2 separate regions of the Sus scrofa genome follow, and region 2 is linked to region 1. A link is a contact called in public targeted proximity ligation data. All regions are on one chromosome and are shown on one strand. The core of a region is the stretch at or near the end of the contact, and the rest is flanking DNA. Distances in the headings are between cores, read along the strand shown. Region 1 has its middle 330 kb from the start of FAM92A. Region 2 has its middle 300 kb from the start of RUNX1T1.

Region 1 (4,612 bases), core at 297-2,796:
AAGTCACACAATCAATTTTTAGGCATAGTATTATTTTTCCTTTTGTCTTTTGGAATCATTGTTTAGCAAACAAACAGCAAACCTGAAAAGCTATTAAAATAGTCAACTCCTATCTATTTTCATAATCCCACAATGACTATCTGACCAATGACATATGTGCACATACTCGTACACATGAAAGTAGTGTATGGAGAGGTTCCGTTGTGGCACAGCAGAAACGAATCTGACTTGGAACCATGAGGTTTCAGGTTCGATCCCTGGCCTCACTCAGTGGGTTAAGGATCCTGCATTGTCATGAGCTGTGGTGTAGATTGCAGATGTTGCTCGGATCTGGTGATGCTATGGCTGTGGTGTAGGCCAGCAGCTATAGCTCTGTTTAGACCTCTAGCCTGGGAACCTCCATATGCCAGTGGTGTGGCCGTAAAAAGACAAAAAAAAAGTAGTATATGCATGGTACCTGAGATGGAGTCAGGATCCAAGAAATACGTATTGAATAACTGAAAAACACTAGAAGCCATTAGTGCTTCAAAAAGGAAAAGTTCTTAGGAAGGAATCTGATCATCTACCAAAATAACTTTACTTTATACTCTGTAACACACAATAACCAAAACCAATATTGAAGTTCTGGTAAGTCTGGAGTTCCCGTTGTATGGCTCAGCAGGTTAAAAACCTGACTCAGTATCCACGAGGATGCAGGTTTGATCCCTGGCTTCACTCAGTGGATTAAGGACCCGGCATCACCTTGAGCTGTGGCATAGATGCAGCTTAGATCCAGTGTGGCTGTGGCTGTGGCATAGGCCATCAGCTGCAGCTCCAATTTGACCCCTAGCCTGGGAACTTCCATTTGCTCCCAGTGTGACTGTAAAAAGAATAAAAAGTAATTCTGGTAAGTTTGAGCAAGCCTCCTATGTTTTATATCTGCCTATCCTGTTTCTCTCAACTATCAAAGTTACACACTGGCTTTTTAGTAGAGCATGCTATGTTTTGGAAGAATGCCTTGTGAGATTAAGTTATGTTTTGTGTTAGGAAAATCATTAGGACTCATCATTCCAGTCTAACTTCCTTCACAACACAGCTTTCTATGTAAAATATCCCATTTAGAGATTGTCCAGCCTCTACCAACCTAAATTATTTTCTCATCACACACTCTCCTTCCTTCTCTCTCTCTTTCTCTCTCTCTATCACACACACACACATAAACACACACACATTTACTTCACAAATACGCTTTCAATGCATTTTCTGTTCATCTCCAGTCTCTTACTGTCAATGGGAATTTGTGTCTGGAATTAGGGCCATTCACTGTGAATTCACAAACAGCTTACAAGTTCTCCAAGTCAGCAACTATCAGATCTGTTGCAGAAATCCTACCAGACATGATTTCTGGAGAACAGCCAGGAGGGCTGAGAATCTGTTGTGAGTTAGCCAGACTGTTTCCATTGAGCACATCTGACTCTGCTAACATTTAAGATCATGTATCTCCCTAACCCAGAGCTTGTGACTTGCCAGCTGGGATAAATAGGGCAGCACAAGTCCTGAGCCTGGGCCCGAGGGTTATGCTTTCTAAACAGAATCAGATCATGGACTTGGACTTCCCTTCCTCCTAAGGGATAAGGATGATTCAGGCTAAAGCAGCTGAGAAGCATGGAAATCATTAGGCAGCTAAACTGTACACAACCACCAAAGATTAAGAACTCTCAGTAAACAAAATGGCCAGCATTTCTCATTTCCCAAGGTCCCCAAACTGAGAAACACAGCCAAGAGGACCCTTGGCCGCCCTCAATCCAACTCTCTCCTTCCGCAGGACAGGAGGTGAGTGCTTAGAATTACACTGTTACTCACAGCCCAGCAAAGACCAGATCCAGACCTCCTTCCTCCGTACCCAGTGGTTTCTCCACCACTAAATGGCAGCTCCTTCCTTCCCGCTTCTCTCCAAAGCACCACTTCCTGGTCCTGCCTTCCCTGCTTTCTTGGACTCTACTCACAGCCTAATTCCAGGGTGAGAGTGACCATGTAGTCTGGGCATTCCATGGGATCTACCTTTTCCTACCCTCTTCTGTTCTCTGGACGTTTTGTTTCCTGATGCCATTTTAACATTAGTAGGGGCTGTTCTATCCATACCAGTCTTACAATTAATTGATTAGTATGGAAATGAGGATTTATCAATCCCCAGCTCTTCTCCATGGGGAGGTGCCACCCCTTCCCAAAAGGGGACCTTACATGTATAGGGACGTTTCACTCATTGCCGCATCGAATGGAGGACACTACCAACATTTTGTGGGTAGGGCCTGCAAAGCCCAGGACATTTCTGTACAGAAAATCATCCCCCTCCCCCCAAATGTCAGTAGCACTCCCTTGAGAAACACTGACAGAGTTGCTTACCTAAGGAAGAATCCTTCTTCCTCTTCCCTGCACATCTGTCAGACAGGGGAGGCAGGACAGAGTGGAGAAAGCATGGGAATCTGGGTAGAGGGCTCAGGTTCCCAACACAGCTCCCCTGGTGACAACTGGACCTGGACAAATCACAACTTTTCTGAGTCTGCTTTGTCATCTTAAAGTGAGGGCAAAACACCAATTCAAGGAATGGTTGTAAGGCCTAAATGAGAATGTACATAAAATTGTAAGTAGAGAAATACAGAGGATTTTACTTACTGGCTTCCAAAAAAAAAAAAAAAAAGAAAGATAAAGGAGGATGGACACTGTTTCATTGGGAATCTGGTAGAAAAGGGTGCCCCAGAGGGACCCATGCAGGGATTTTTTTGAAGACTCAGGAAGCATGTGTATGATCCTGGGTGTCTGGGGCCAGGGAGCAGTAGAAGGGGAAGGCGAGTTTGAAAGCCAACTGCCAGCAGGACACTAGCAAAATAGTTTAACTGTGCAAAGTAACCTCCAAACCTTCAGGAAAAGTCATAGAAAAACATGGTATTGTGAGGTTAGATGTCTTTTGGAAACTTGCAGGGAACACATTTTGCATCAAGTCGCTCAAAAATAGAACCTGTGTGAAGGCATAAGAATAAAGCTGGAGGTCAGCAGAGATATTAACCAGGATGTAGGGCCGATGATTCCCACCTAGCTTATTTGAATTTCGAACATATAGAGAAGTGGCAGATCACAACAGGATCAAGCGGGTACTGAAGAAATTACTCTTTTATTTGAATTAAACCTCAGCTCTCCATCCCCTATGACACTCTGTCATAGAGCCTCAAACTTATAAATTGACTGTTTATTGAGATCTTAACTATGTTGATCCATGTTGCAGTGACTACAAAGAAGCTAAAAATGCATCATGCTTTCAGGTATAGAGGTTTCTAGAATGGGCTTTGGGGTCAAATACCCCTACATACAATCCAGGTCTATCATTTCCTTACAGCCTCATCTTGAGCATGTCATTTTAACTCTTGAATCCTAATACCCTCTTCTGTAAAATGGCAACAAATAGAATACCTTCATCAGAGGAATGGGGTGAGAAGGATAGAAGATAATCCATGCACATGCAGACTATTGTTAATTTCACTTAATGGGGCATGTGACTAAGTAAATGTCTGCTAAAGTAAAAGGAACTAAAGTAAATCAAAGTTTCCATGTGTTGGAGTTCCTGCTTTGGGGCAGTGAGCTAAGGATCCAACACTGTGCATCTGTGGCACAGGTTCCAGCTGCAGCTCAGATTTGATCCCTGGCCTGGCAATTTCCATATGGTGCAGGTGCAGCCATAGATGGAAAAAAAAATTGCCATTTTTTTGGGGGTCCCTTTTGAGTTATCACAGTTGTGTAGTGCAGTCACCCATGATGGAATTAAGTCAGAATAGACCATGAGACATGAAAGTCTGGCTTTGTACACCCATTGATCCCCTGATTTTTTCTATTGCAATCCTAACACAGCAGTTTCTGGAAATGAAGAACAGGATCCCATTAAAATAATTTTTGTAATCATATAAATTCACAGAACCACATTGCTCTCAAACTACTGAACACAGCTGCCCCCCAGAGAATTGAGCAGACTCTGTGCTTCCGAAATCCTGCCAGTGAATGGAGTAATATGGATATTGCTTTAATGTTTGCAGAAGGAACACTTTAAATGGATTCTCCAGATATCGAGATATTTGATGCCAATGAACCTGCTTCCCAGTCTTTTTATTCTGAAAGGCTTCTACTCTATTTTGAAGCGAGTATGACAGAAATCTGGATAAAATGAACTGACAATTTGTGGAACTGCAATATGTGACAATATGACTGTACAAGTCTCCTCCTTCCTCTAATCGATGGAATGGTGCCATTGCACATGGATTCATCCATTAAGCCATCTCACATGAACCTGGAAGAGTTCTCTTTGCATGATGAGAATTCAAAACTAAGCATCTAATCAAACAAAGTTCTTTCAGTCCATTTACACACACCCATAGGCTTCATCAAGCCTTCATATCTATAGGCGGTCCTCAATGAGAAAATTACCTGGCGGAGATGATGAGTACCCTATAAACAAAGCACTAAACCATCCCTCATGCCTCTTAGTCATCAGGCAGCATCTTTAGATTGTAACCTCTATGAAGGCAGCTGTAGATCCTGTCCACCTTGTTCATTGCTATATCCTGAGTAGCAAGCAGGGTCTGAAAAG
Region 2 (4,180 bases), core at 1,362-3,861, 980 kb before region 1:
CACCAACTAACCTAATTATATTAATTGCCACCATACAGTTCAGATCTAAACCCCTTTCCACATCTCTAGGACTTGTTGCCAATTCAGTTGAACTCACGCATGGAGTTCTTACTGTGTGCCAGCAGTCATTGCTTATTTGAGGTTATTTCAGCTCTCTCACTATTTGGCTTACTCTTAGGGTGACTTAGTTCACCCCTGTCCTTTCCAAAGGATAGTGAAAGACCAATGCATTATACAGGCTCCATTCTCATCATCTTTGGGCTAGTTTCTATATGGACTGATCAAAAATAAATTTACATTAGCCATTATGGAATGCTTTTTTTTTTTAATATTGAAGTGTAGTTGATTTACAGGAGCAGTTTTTGTAGTGTTGACTCACAATAAGCTTGAAATCATTCCAGCACAAAGCAGAGATGAATAGAGCTGGTGCTGCCAATGTCTACCTCACATACACATGCACTTTAACACTGACCTCCTTCATAGATACCTGAATGTGAGGAGTTCCCATTGTGGCTGAGAGGGTTAAGAACCTGACATACTGTGGGTTTGATCCCAGGTCTCTATCAGTGGGTTAAGGATCTGGTGTTGCTGCAAGCTGTGGCATAGTTTGCAGATGCGGTTCTGATTTGACTCCTATCCTGGGAACTTCCATATGCTGCAGATGAGGCTCTAAAAAGAAAAAAAAAAAAAGTGCAAAGGCTAGAGTGAATCCATAGATGCTAAAACTTCATCTTCCATTTACCTCATTTGTGTTTTCTCAGCCCTATATTTCTGTATAACTTTCACCACAGAATCAAAAGTAGGATTGTGCACTCAATGCCATTGTCATCTTCTTGGACTTAGACCATCATTCTACATATCAGATCTTTGGATGAACATTTATTTTTTATTTTGTTATTTATTATATTCAATATATATCCCAGATTTTTTTTACTAGTTTGATCTGCTTATTATCAATTAACAACCAAGCTTGTACATTTCCAAAATTTAGCAATACCATTGGCCCTTGAGCAACAGAGGTTTGAACTGTGTGCGTCCTCTTTCAGCCTTTTTTTCCATAAATATACAGTCAACCCTCATATGCACAGGTTTCACATCTGAGGATTCAACTAACCATGGGGTGAAATTTCTATCCACAGTCGTTTGAATTCATGGATGCAAAACCCCTTAGGTACGGAGTGCCGATTGTACTCGGCCATTTTTCATAAGGAACTTGAGCACCCCAGGATTTTGGTATAGCCGGGCATCCTGAAATCAGTTCCCTGCAATATCAAGGGAAGAGTGTACTGAAAAATTGGCTTATTTTCCATATTTTGGATTTGCCACTTGTTTGGCAGCTTCAGAAAAACCAAGTTTCTTAGGATAATTAGACCAAGTCTTTGAAACTACAATCTCCAGGGGTTGTCAACACCTGGCTTTATCAATATATCTAAGAAATTGTGTAAGGGCTTTCATACACGTTAAGTTGATGTAAAAAAAATAAATATACTGTGATTACATGGATAACCTACCAGTGAACTAAAACACCTCTTTCCTTCACATGAAAGTCTTGGGCAGACATTCTTTCTCTTATTTGTCATGAACTGTTATTTCTCATAAGCTTGAAATAGGTAAAAAGAGGACATCAAAGTAGCTCACAGTTTGAAGGACTTTATGCATAATTTCCTGTTAGATTGATTTTATGGAATGTAAGTATGGATCATAGTTTCACCACAGTTTATCACTTCTGAGAATCAAGATCAAGTAAACAGTAAAGGAATTAAAAAAAAACATAAAAATCTTCAGAGGATTGATTGAGATTCTCCTATACCTGGTGGTAGAGCTATTGAACCCCAAAAGACTCATACACCTCCTAATCACAAATATTCTGCAGGCATTGATTTATTGGATTCTTTCCACCAGCTGTTTAGAGGGTACAGAAAATGCACCAAGCTTTGCTGGTGACCCCCAAGTGCTTTAATTCCTATGCATGCATATTTTCACATTATTACAGAAAGGTTTCATTTGCAATTTACAGGCTGAGTAGCAATGAGTCCGTTTCACAGAGGTCAGTGATTTCACCATTCCTCCTAGTGATGGAATTATAGTTTAAACAGCTGGAGCACTGTCCCAGGAGGGACACCGGGGTATGGCTCCTTAACGGCAGAATAAATCCATCAGACATATTTCATGTGTCTGATAACATTAATAGATACCAGGACTGTTTAAATATTTAATGAACTCACTCAGAGGCTGTTTACCAAGGGGGAAAAAAGAGCTATCAGAAGGGATGATCACATCCTTTTGATCTACAATGACAACAACAAAACCGAAATCTCAGCCAATGACTTCTCTTCCTTGCTGCAAACTCCATCAGGGGAACCCTTTTGCTACATGACATGTTTCATTTCCACAGTGTGCCTGAGAGTGTTTTCAGTTTTGCAGTTCAAAAGTTAATCATTTCCATGCGGCTCACTACTTAATAGAGATGCCAGAAGTCATAGAGTAGTTTTCAGTTGGGATGGAGAAAAAGGAGAGAAAAGACAATCAGAGACGCATAGAACAAGCAAATGGCGTGCTGAACACAGATCCCCAGAGGCCCTTGGTGTGTTAATGAGGGAGCAAGCCTGATGTAAGTGTGGCTCCTGGCTACCTTTGGTAATAGTCCTTGGGACAATCGCTTGGTAAACACTTCTTTCTGGATATGAATAATGGTCATTGTAAAAAAAAAAAAAAATCACAGCCTGATATTTGGCATAAGTTTATTTTAGTCTGAGAGCAATTTTGTTTTGGTTTACGAAATTTCACTAAATGTGGTTTGGCCAGGCGGAATAAAAATGGTTTTATTTTGTGGTTTCAGATGCCTGTTTGGTCATGCAAAAATGAAACAATAGCTAACTTTCAAATGGTGGGAAATTGCTAGCTCTAGGTCCTTACTGTCTGTTGGCACTAACAAACACTTATGTTGGAAAACGGTCTATGGCACACTTTCCAGAGCATTTTTTCCTCAATTGTATTGACTATAACCCTAATCCAGTTCTCTTTATGGGATCAAGGCTATGCCTAAGCCTTGTGTACACCATCTTGGTCTGCTCTAATACCTGAAAAGCTCAGCCTAGATTAGAATAAATTAAGGGTGCCTCCTAGACCTGGTTGAAAATTTCTGGCTGTTTGGCAATTTCAAACTGAGTGTAGACAGGAAAAAAGTCATGGCAATTTTCTTTGGGGACTAAGAGAGTATGTTGGCTTAATTAAAAATGGATACATTTTCGAACATCTCAAATGAATGCCATTAGCATTATTTATACTCTGTTTTCGCTCAATTCTGTTTTCCTATAGGTCTGTAATTTGTAATAAGAGCATAAGAAAGCAGATGGTGAATTTCCTGAGTGCATAGTGTTGCTCTACTTTTTGAAGGGCTGTCATTCTCAGAAATGAAAGACTTACACTAGACCATACCTTTCCAAACAAATCATTTTCAAGTATATAAATAGCATAATTAATCACAATGGAAATATAAAATGTTTAATCAGTAGCAGATGGACCGAAACAAAGAAATCTTATGTATAAGACTACTTGAAATGTTTAAAGTTGCCTACTTTTAATGTTTGTAAAAATGGATTTTAGGGATCATGTTTTCATTTAAACTTTATTGTTACAATTTTATTCCTTTTTTTCCCCAAAAAGATTAAGCAGCCATTTAGCTGCTGTTTTAGGAAAGCAATGGAGTCACTGCCCGGCATAAGAGAAAAGCTATCTAAACTGCACATTTACCAGGGAACAGTTTAAATTATCCAAATTCTCCCTTTCATAGTAACTAATGATAAAATTTCCTCATGATCTTGAGAAGTAACCTGGGAGAGACATTATGTGGGAAAACGTAGCTGGTATACCAAAGGCACAAATCTTTGATCTTGATCATCATTTTAAATCTTTTAAGTAAGTGTGTTTTAGAAAGAGAAAATTCTGACAGTAAAGGAGCAAAACCTCCTTTTGGAAATTGGGTCTGGTTTGGACTAAACTCTGCAGCAATAAAAGCTGAAACTAATTTCCAGATGGAATAAATTGGTTCCAGAGTTTCTGAAATTTTGGCCAGCATGTTGCACAGCTGAAGTTGATCCTTGTTTAGAACTGTTACAAAGGGCAGGGAAGGGGGGCTGCTCTATGGGGATACATCTCCCAAGAGATCATAGGGCTGGCA

What was found.
Region 2: a targeted proximity ligation map of skeletal muscle shows a contact between it and region 1, with 8 times the contacts expected there. A contact is called at or near these places in 2 of 47 Hi-C or Micro-C datasets (heart right ventricle and skeletal muscle) and 1 of 2 datasets of targeted methods (skeletal muscle).

What each region holds. Positions count from the first base shown.
Region 1 is chr4:43,313,870-43,318,481 of Sscrofa11.1, reverse strand. No RefSeq gene overlaps it. Among named protein-coding and RNA genes, the nearest start is that of FAM92A, 330 kb to the right of the region's middle.
Region 2 is chr4:44,296,477-44,300,656 of Sscrofa11.1, reverse strand. No RefSeq gene overlaps it. Among named protein-coding and RNA genes, the nearest start is that of RUNX1T1, 300 kb to the left of the region's middle.